Regions from separate parts of the Ostrinia nubilalis genome. Here region 2 is linked to region 1. The links are chromatin contacts, called in public Hi-C maps. All regions are on one chromosome and are shown on one strand. The core of a region is the stretch at or near the end of the contact, and the rest is flanking DNA. Distances in the headings are between cores, read along the strand shown. Region 1 holds the start of LOC135075464 (valine--tRNA ligase). Region 2 holds the start of LOC135075466.

Region 1 (5,764 bases), core at 1,127-3,626:
AATCCACCAATCACGCAGCCCCCACAACCACGTCCCGCCATCTAGCGGATCTTTCATACGCGAAAACCCTCATTATAAGGCAGGGATCTCCAAACTACGGCCCGCGACGCCACTGCCATCAATCCGGCCCGTGACAGCTTAAGACTAAGCCTATGTTTACATAGGTGGGCAGAAAAATTAAAATTGTTATGCCCTTGCAACATACCAAAAAAAATATGATGGCCCTAAGGCTTCAAAGTTTGGAGACCCCTGTTATAAGGCATGCAATTGGAGTATGAAAGTTTAATAAGGCTGCGTTTCCACCAGAGATGTTCGAGGATGCATAGCAAGAAATGTGTTTGTAAAGAACCAATAGAAGCGCTTCAGAAGCGATTCTATTATAATTCCTCACACATCTCTGGTCGCAACGCAGTGTGTTACTTTACTACTGTTTAGTCAGATATTTTTGAGGAATTTTCCTATTATTTTGAAGCTATTTAGTTAAGCAAATAAATTGTCCTTATAGCAGAAATATGGAATAAACCACAAACTAGCAGCACTTCAATTCAGTCACAATTGATTGTTTTATTAGTAAAACTTTTACGTCTTCATCCCTAATAATACATTTATAATATTTTTAGTATGTCAGAATGAGAAAAATACCATCAAAATCTTGCCAGTTTACAAGGTCTTTAGATAATCTACAACTCATTAGGTATCAAAATACCTACTTTGAGTAATTTATTAATAATTTTTAAGTAATTAAAAAACGAGTTTTATAAATACTTAACTATTTGCAGATATTAACTAATATCTTTGTTTTGCTGTTGTACTTACAAAATATCAATCAATCACTATAATCGGTATACTTTGATAAACTTACGTACATACAACAAAACCAGCAAAAATTACACAAATGGTATTATTTTTGTGGCACAATTTGTCCTAATTACCACATAAGTTTATAGAATTCTTTGTCCCATGAAATCAGAATTTATCAAAAATTTAATTAGGTATTTGATTGATATCTTGTGACTCAAAGCATACTAGCTTACCTACATTTAATTATCTCAATTTACACAATACAAGCTTGAAAGGTAAAAAGTACCACACAAATAAAAAAAAGTAACAAAAAATCAATTGACTGCTGTAACAAACAGTATGAGTAAAAACTTTGCAAATAAAAACTGAGCAGATTTCTGTTTCTTACAGCCCTCAAAATGCTACTAAGACATTTATTCGCCTGAGCTATTTCACAAAAAGGCCAGGAAAAGATGCATTTTATAATAGTTGGATATAACTGTGGATGTTATTCTTTATCAATAACATGCCAACCAGGGTGCCTTCAAAACTCTTTAAAACTTGCTCAACGTGTGAGGCTCTAGGAAAATTTAATGTTTCGCCTGTATGATACTCATTGGTCAATGCTTAGGTTTAAAAAGTATCTAACCAATTACTTTAGTTCCATAGCTTCCATAAGGGTTACCATAGCAATTTGATACATAATCCAATTCCATAGAAACATGTTGTTTAATGATAAAACAGAATTTTAGTTTTATATTGATCTAACAATGTTAAAAAGCCGAGCTATTTTCCGTGTAACCAGACTAGATATTTAACCTTGATTGTTGACATCACACGCATTTATTTACGCTACGCGGATGCCTACCTAAAAATTGCGCAATCATACATACTCGGCATTGACGACAAGGTTATGATTTTGCAAACAACGACTATCCTTGAGCCCCACAAAAATACCACACAAATGTTTAGACACCAAAGAACGATAAATACAAGTCGAAGGTCGGTTATTTACTTACGGGCTTCTATATTTCCGGCTTGATGCTTTTGGCGGGGGCGGCGTTCGCGACCGGCTTCTGCTGTGTCCTCGAGACATGGCTGCGGGCTTCGGAGCAGGCTCCCGGGAACCGTTGCGGGTCCTCGAACGACTCCTCTGAAATGCCCAAGCACGTCCATCGAGATTAAATATAGCAAATAACTAGCACACAACAAAATAAAACGCACGCGGCCAACGACTTCGTCGACGAACTAGATAAATATAGTACCTCTCGATCAGACATGATGTGTACGCCAATTTAAAGCACAAAAATAAAACAAAACACTTTTACAGTCTATTATTATCAGGGACTCCGCAATCCAATCAGATAAAATAAAATTCACAAGAGAACCAACGCGTTCGGCAAATTGAAAAAACAAGATGGCGAAAGCGCTCGCTCGGCTGCCTGGCGCGCGTTTGAGTGATGTGACAATTGGCATGCTAATCGAGAATCGATACCGGTATTTCCTAGTAGCTCATAATTCTACTGTGTGTTCTCTACTTTATTTTGCGTAGCTGTCAACTGTCAAATCGATCGAATGTCATTAACGTCATTGTCGTCATTCTCTTCGCAGCACATTTTGCATGCACGATTGCAAATGTGGCTATTTACTGTTTTAAAATCTAATTCCTCTTTCTTTTTGTAAATCATGACTGACACCGAGACCACCAATGGTCCCTCTGGGGAACAGCCCCAAGAGAAGACCGCGAAACAACTGAAGAAAGAAGCCGAAAAAGCGGCAAAGTTGGAAAAACTTAAAGCGAAATTGGATAAGAAAAATGCCGCGCCAGCTGTGCAGAAAGATAAGCCAGAGGTAATTATTTTTATAGCTCTTTTATCTTAAATTATGAATCTTCTAGGTGATTCACTCGGTCTATGAATATTTACTTAGCTGTCATACAATGTATGTCCTTGAAGGTGCTGTATCTTCTAAGGTTTACTTAGGTGGTCCAGTGAAAGTAAAACCTGCAATTGTTACTGCTATTACATCAGTAATTGCGGTTGCTCTCTAATGAGTAATACTGTGATCTATTGTGCAATTTGTTGAAGATTGAACAGCTTTCAAAACAATGGAATCTATATTTTTTGTAATTAAAGGTTATTTTCTTTATTAAAATCATTGTGATCACTATCATAATTAATTATAAATTAATATTTTCATGTTAACTTTAATTCACTTAGAAATGACTAAAAAATATTTTATTCCAGAAAAAAGCTAAAGAAACAAAAGAAAGTGCAGTGTACACTGGCAACACAGCACCAGGAGACAAGAAAGACATAGCTGGGTCTATGCCCGATGCCTACAGCCCTCAGTATGTTGAAGCTGCTTGGTACGCCTGGTGGGAGAAGCAGGGCTTCTTCAAGCCAGAGTATGGGGTAAGCTGGAACAAAATTAACTAAATACAATGCTCTATTCTATTTAACCCTTTCTATGGCTCTGGGGAATATATTGCCACTATAAATTGAATCAAATGCACTTATCATAAGATCAAAAACCAATGAATTTTTTTTACATGTTGTGTTGTAGAAGTCAGACACATTTTACATACATTTTAATGTTTTACGTTATTTGTTCCATTTCTCAGTACCTACAGCAAATTTATAGATGGTTCTAATATTTTCCCTCTAAAATGTGGATTTAAATATAGCCAGAAAATAATTTTGCATAGAAGTAAAAAAAACTAAAAATGTTTTGAAAGACTACTTTTCCAAATTGCCAGATTTCTGTTGAAAATAATTTAGAATATTACAAATATTTGTATTGTATGTTAGAAATTGTTATGTCATCGGCCCATCTTTTCTTCGGCCGTCCTAGGTTTCTTTTGCCTTTTGGGCCTTGCCATTTTGTTGTTTGATAGGTCCACCTCTTATCTTTATATCTTGCCAAGTAGGACGGCCGAAGAAAAGATGGGCCGATGACATAACAAACAAGGCAGGGAAAAATTGGATGCACATAGCCAGCGACAGGGAAAGGTGGAAAAAGATGGAGGAGGCTTTTACCCAAGTGGGGCCACAAACAAGAGATACAGATTAATTGAATCAAACTGTAAAAATGTGGAATATAAAGCTATAATAATAATAATAATAAATAATGTTAGAAATTAAAACTAAAAATTAGTTTAATGGGAGTTATAAAGCCTAATAAATAACAATAAATCTTGTTACAGCGAAAATCAATACTGGATCCTAATCCGAAAGGCAAGTTCATGATGGTGATCCCGCCCCCAAATGTCACTGGTAGCTTGCATTTGGGACATGCCCTCACTAATGCAGTCCAAGATGCACTAACAAGATGGCACAGGTAATAATTTTGTTTCTTAGATTTTTTATTTTTTGCAGCACCACAAGGCAGATATTTGACCGCAATAGCACCTGATTTTAAGTGAGATGCAGTCTAGAATGATACATAACTGCCCTAGATCATCCTATTATATTATAAATAACAAAGTGCTATCACTGAAGCAATAAACTTTACTTGTAATTTATTACATGTTATCATGTTTCTAGATAACCTCATCATCTATAATTTCTATTAGCTAAAAAGCTATACATAGAAAAATATTAGCCAAGAAACTCAAAAAAACTACAAAGCATTAATTACATAATAAGGTCTTACCTGTGGTTTAACACAGGTTTTACCAGTGTAAAATGACATTGGGAACTTTTTGCCCCACTTTTCGAAAAGTAGCGGACACAAACGAAACCTATCACAGATGATACATACTAATATCCAATGAATTTCTGTGCATTTTTTTTTTCTCTTATATGGGAATATTGAGAAAATGAAGTTTTAATATTTTATTTTATTTTACATTTAGGTAACATTTTTGACAACCTCCGTGGCGGAGAAGCGCACACACCGGTTTTCAAGGTGTGCCGGGCCAATCCTGAGGTCCCGGGTTCGATTCCCGGCCGGGACAATATAGAAAACGATCTTTTCACATTGTTTCTGGTTTGGGTGTGTCGTGGTTCGTCGTTCCCGATTTCCATAACACAAATGCCTTAGCTACTTATTTTGGATTGGAGTAATACAGGGTGTAAAAAAACCTATCACGAAGACTGAAACTACGCATTCTGTACACCCAACCAAGTAATATTACAAAATATTATTGGTGGGAAATATTTTTTATTTTTATGATTAAAAAAAATACAATATTCCGCAGCCCGCAATGTACAGCGCACCACGCAACGCAATGACCGTGCCTATGTGTGTGTGAGTGTATTGGAGCGTACGCGCTTTCCCGCCACTACCTACCGCGACCGCAGAAGTATTTTGTACACAAAATTACCAGATTATTCACTTCCTACATTTAAAAAACACATTCCTTTAGCATTTGTTTAGGATTAGAACTAAGTACTTACCGACTAATCCCCTTCGACGTCGTCTGGAATCGGCCGCTCCAACCGGACAAGTTGTGGCTCGAACTGAACGGCCTTCCACGTGCAAGCAAACGCGTGCCCGGTAAAGCGTGTTTTGATGTACGCGCTCCAGTATTCCTTCACGTACAGTCCGGTATTTAAGTTCCTCAAATACGACACAATACACGCCTAGACGAGGCGGACGGAGGCACAATCGGCTGATTGTCCAACAGACGTTGTACAACCAGAACAAAAATACGTGCATCAGTACGGTGGTGCGCTGTAGGATGTTCAGCCCGATACCTACAGCCCGCAGGGCTTCAGATGCGTTTCCACGTGCCCTCCCATAACAGTAAACCATGTTTACGTACTCACGAGCACTGTACGTATGGTTAGGCATCTTTCTAACACTCATTCACTAATACCACACTCACTATTACACGTTCACACACTAACTATCCGCACGAGAAAACAATCAAAAGTCGCAAGCGCATTCGACGACCGAAGAAACCGAACTGGCCGCGCGAGCGCCGGCCGCCGAGCAACGCGAGGCGCGAGCGACCTAGCAACAAAGGCGCTGCCCCGCG
Region 2 (5,421 bases), core at 1,423-3,922, 260 kb before region 1:
CTGGTGGGTTTATCCCGAGACCAAGTTCTGAACAGCACCGGTGCACATCGCAGAGGGATGACCGTTTTTTCATGTCAAACTCTCTATGAAATCGTTATTTGACTGATATCGACGTCCAGCAAGAGCCCAGAAATGTTTGTAGGATAGCTGTTAGCGAGTGGACAGTTCGTCTAAGATATGAACAATAGAATTTGACTCCAAAAAGGTCTGCCACAGGCTCGAAACTGACGGCAAGTCACCGACTAGCACGCTTTCAATTAGCTCGCACTTATTTTGATGGGAAGGCGAGTAATGGAGGCGAGTTTTGTTCTCCGATGAATGCAGACTGTGTTTGCAGTGCAGCAGTCGAAGAGGTCGGGTCTATAGGCGGCCTGGGGAGAGATTTGTGCAGTGCTGGTTTGCTGAAACAGTGGCTTATAGGGGTGGCTTGCTCGACTTCCCATCGAGATGTGTACGAGCAAATTGAAAGCGTGCTTATCGGTGACCTGCCGTCAGTTTCGAGCCCGTGGCAGGCCTTTTTGGAATCAAATTCTATTGCTTATATCTTAGACGAACTGTCCACTTGCTAACAGCTATCCTACGAACATTTCTGAGCTCTTGCTGGACATCGATACCAGTCAAATGACGATTTTATAGAGAGGTTGACATGAAAAAACGGTCATCCCTCTGCGATGTGCACCGGTGCTGTTCAGAACTTGGTCTCGGGATAAAGCCACCAGTCTCCCGAAAGCGTCTTAAAACTTTCGAAACCCAGGACTGGCTTATGTGGAGCTGACGTGCGACAGCCTGCTGGCTGAGCTCTTCTTGCAATAGTGCAACGATTTGTGCTGCTTCTGAAGGTGTAGAATCCCAGGTAAAGTGTCAAATGAAGCGGAGATATGTAAGGATCCACGTGTAAAAGCAAAATCCGAAAACACGTGCTTTTATAGGGGGTAAATAGGCCGCAACTCGCGACGTATCAATGAGTTGATACATGTCTTTTTCCTTACTTTTTCACATTAACCGGGATATTTTTTTAAATACTGATGTGATTTAAATAAATTTGGTATCAATTTAAAGTTAAAAGTTTAATCTTTAAAATGGTGCCACTTTTTTTGTTACTAACAAATTCGTTAGTACACAAGATCGCGTGGAAACAACTTCATGTAAGTGATTCCATAGTTTTGCTCGCGAGTGTAGAATCGGCGTTAGTTTTAAAGGGTTCTGTACAACTTTTTTGAGCGTGTGTGTAGTTAAGCCTAGGCACAGACCACCGATTTTTGTCGGCCGATAGTTTAGTCGGGCAGTTAATTAGTATGGGCATGTATGGAAATGCGCACATTACACCGATTGATTCTTCATACAAAATAGAATCGGGCGAAACTATCGGCCGACTGTTAAAATAGTTTTATTAACATTCAACTAACTTGGTTCTTGGATTTGTTTTAAATCATTTCGCGCTATGACGCGACTAGTGAAGGGACTTAATTTAAATTAATTAATAATCACAACAAATGTGATTGCGTGAGTTATTTTCGGAACTTAAATAGTCGAACTTGTCAAAGATATTGTGTAATCTTTCAAAAGTAAGTTATTTGTGATTGTTTGGGTAATAAGCAGTCTAATTTAAAATGTTTGGAGAAACTTTGCCTAAAGTAAAAAAAAGTAATAAAAATCTGGACACAACTAGAATAAAATGAAAACTTGTTAGCCACAAACCAGTGTAGGCCAAACCACAGATATTTGATATGATTACTTGCAAAATGATCTAAACATGTAGGTCAATGAACTTTTCAGTGGGGTCAAATATTCTTATTGGAATGTAATACTTGGCTTATTTATTTACATATTTTATATGAGCATCAGACAAATAAATAAATATTTATGTAAGTAGGTAATTCATCAATATTTAAAAAAAATTATTCCTCTGCAAAAATGATTTTTGACTGAACTCAACTCAGATGACCATAATTTCCCAATAATGGTCATCTGAGTAGAGTTTCAGTCTCATCCTTAATAGTTATTATTATTATTAGTTCATAATAGTTTATTAAACATAAAAAATTAGGCGAATCATTGGAATTTTTGGATTTGAGATGCATCAATTTTTTTTTTAACAAGGAAAAAGTTGTGGGTTCTAATCCCTCCAGAGGAAAATTTGATTTTTCCAATTAGATTACCTAATATTGGAATAAATACAAAAGTTAATTAAACTTGATTAAGATATAAAATTAATTTCTATGCGTAGAACTCACCAATATTTCTTGGTGCGTGTGATTGCCTCGGTGCACCCACTGGACGTTGGAGGCCGGCAGGACCTGCAGCCCGCCGCAGGGGATCGTCACGTTCGTGCCTTTGTCTGCCGCCACCTCCCTGATGTCCACCTCCTCGGCCAGGGTCCAATGGAAAACTACACCATAACAACAACAAATTTATCTAGCTATACCTTGAATTTTTAATCATCAAAACAACTCGTAATTACCTTTGATTCCAAGGCAGAATACGGGCAGGATTATACGCTCGAGGAACATCCTACTTTTTCTACATTTAGACACTTGGCAAAAATATTTGAGCACTATCTAATGTAAAGTAAAAAAGATTTATTCCTATCTAATCGTTAACATCACACAAAATTAATTAAACGACGGAAGGCGAAAATATAGGAAATAAATCTCACAACAAACGTCCGCACTTCATTGATGAAAGTCATAGACTAAAAAAATATGAATGAATGTCATTAAAAATGTTGCCATGAAAAAAGTAAAAATGGTACACAATCTAAATCTAGCATACATGACAAGATATGAGCTCTTACAACGACGACCTTGAATGTGAATCAACCTTTGTGATGGTAAATGATTTATGGTAAACGCAATGTGGATCCGATGTTTGTTTGAGAAATTAATTTGTAATTTTTTTAGTTCGCTGAATATGAACTCTTGCTTTGAACATGGAGCTCACATTTGTTGCTTTGTCACAACACTACCCATGACGGTGCTGCCATTTTTCAAATGACATACGTCAACGTCATGCACTATGGTTGGACAGCAAATCCATAGACAAGAATATAGATTTTCTTCGGATATGGCCGCTGTTTCGGCAATACAACACCTGCAATGTTTTGTATATTCATTTTTATAAAATGAATGAAGTGTTTTTTACTTATATTTAGTGTTTAGTGGACTGTGTACAATACTGTGATAACTGTAATGGATGCAGAGAGCGAGTACGAAATAAAGAGAGCCCGTGATGCAATTCAAACGATAGACACCATCCAGTCTATGATCGACGTTTCTGCTGATATTCTCGAGGGTTTGAGGACGCAATGCTCGACGAGCGCGGAGCTTACGCAGCAGGAGATCCGGACCCTGGAGGTAGGGCTGGTGTTGGATGTGGTAATTTATATTTGCGTTAGGGAAACATGCCCTTGAAAGTATTGAGAGCGCCAAGAGATTCAAGGACCTTTAGACTCCAAGGACTGCAGTCGGTTGCCAGTTTGGAGGCCGTTCGCAACGTATACGTAGTGACCTTGCTTTTACGTCTTCCCTGTTTTCTGCACACGTTTTATTCGCGTTTTAATCTCACATTGATTCAGTTTTAAATGTTGATATCCACATGAGCAGTAATGCTAAGAAATTGCAGCAATAGTTGGAATGGCATACTAAATAGAAAGTAGAATAATACTGAATACTTGATACATTCCTCAAGAGAGAGTTTACTTGTGCATTAATGCTGATTTTATAATAACTTTCTTTTAAATCTTTAATGGGTGTAATTACCTCTGTTAGATAATAGTGATTGATGCTTGCAATGAGTGTTCTCATTTATTTTAAGTTAATAGTTTTTAATTAATTTACTGTGAAAACTACCTAAAAATATTTATTTTTTATGAAATACATTACACAGGTTTTTAGGCTTTATTGTAATTAAATTTTACATTCAAGAATTAATAATGTTGCCAATGACTGACATAGTTTCTGAAATCAATCATATAAACAGCCATTTAGTATTAAGTGACTGCATCAAAAAACATATGGTTGGCCACACTAATGTTGTCACAATACACATGATATTGATCAATAACAATGCAATTAAAACAATTCAATGTAAATGTTTATTGCTGTCAGTTTACATTATGGCCCCTGTGCCAAAGATTGTTTATAATCAATAAACAAAACATAATTAAACAATTGAGATTCCACTTATAAACACAATAAGCATTAATAATTATTTATCTTGATTTATAGCTTGTGGAGCAGAGAAAGAGTAATCAATTAGCAATTTTTAATACTCTGTTTATTTCCTCTGTAACATATTTAAAAACAAGAAGTAACGTAAAGAAAATAACTTACATGAATTTGGTGTCCCAAATGCCTATTTCCCAATGTAGGCCAGGGCTTTCTTTATACAAAACATTTTTATTTATTTTATTCAGAACAACAAACAAACATTAGGATATTCACAAATAAGCTAAAGTTTAATTTTGTACTATTTTTAACAGGTTTCAATCTTTCAATGGCTTTTTAGTCGGAAAAAAGTGATGATGAATATCATTGTGTATTGTTCATGTCATAGAGGATAAAATTGCATATCCCACTTGAATTCAAATACCTGTATGTGTTGTCACTCTGCCTGTCTTAGGATCATGAGTCACCGTCTAATTAAAACAAGTGAATCTTTTCCTGTGTTCGGATTGTATTCAAATTTTGTTTATCATACAAGTGACAAATAAATTCCACGAATTTAGGCATGTTTTAGTATTACAAACCTTATAATGCTGTTATTAGAAGTGTGCTAACTTTACTATTAAAGTACACTAACTTCAAAATGAGACCAAAATATGGTGGGTATTTTAGATGAGGTGATTACCTAAATAATATTAATGTGTTAGAAAATTAATTCAAGTAATTTACCACATGTCATTCTTATGGAGTTCAAACTCTACTTGAACAGTCCATTGCCATAAAATAATAGTTTTTTAATAATAGATTTAAACTTTTACTTTTATATCTCAGTTTTGTGATGATATAACATCCCTTTTATGCATCTAAAGCCTCCATTGCACTGAAGTGGTTGTATGTCAAGGTAATAAATTGTGCAATGCAGGTCATGGCCAAAGCTGTCACATGAAGGGATGTTTTTCTGGAAGACTAGGCTTTGAGCTTTTGAGACAGAAAGTTGATCACATACTTGTAATTACATTAATGCTAATCGAAGTATAGCAATTATGCAGTTGTATGAAACTTTTTTAAATTAATAAATGAAAAAGATATTTTTTTGTGAAATAATTTTTATAGGTAGTTCTACTAACTTTATACAATTTGTTATTGGAGCCGCGTGTCTTTTCCTGGATTGCAAAACAGTTTTTATGCTGCAATTGACACTTACTTTAAATCGTCTGCTTTCCCCTTTAAATGATTATGCAATAAAGTTTATCAAAAC

What was found. A called contact is a pair of places that touch in the nucleus more often than the background predicts.
Region 2: a Hi-C map of whole body shows a contact between it and region 1, with 8 times the contacts expected there. The contact joins the promoter of LOC135075466 here to the promoter of LOC135075464 in region 1. A contact is called at or near these places in 2 of 5 Hi-C or Micro-C datasets (both in whole body).

What each region holds. Positions count from the first base shown.
Region 1 is chr10:14,868,276-14,874,039 of ilOstNubi1.1, reverse strand. LOC135075464 (valine--tRNA ligase) reads left to right here and starts at 2,376. Exons shown (of 22, transcript XM_063969904.1): 1 at 2,376-2,631; 2 at 3,027-3,194; 3 at 3,986-4,119. The coding sequence starts at 2,467. LOC135075337 (transformer-2 protein homolog beta) reads right to left here and starts at 2,232. Exons shown (of 8, transcript XM_063969767.1): 1 at 2,046-2,232; 2 at 1,800-1,933. The coding sequence starts at 2,060.
Region 2 is chr10:15,132,486-15,137,906 of ilOstNubi1.1, reverse strand. It overlaps LOC135075466, which reads right to left and starts at 2,672. Exons shown (of 6, transcript XM_063969906.1): 1 at 2,462-2,672; 2 at 2,235-2,389. The coding sequence starts at 2,510.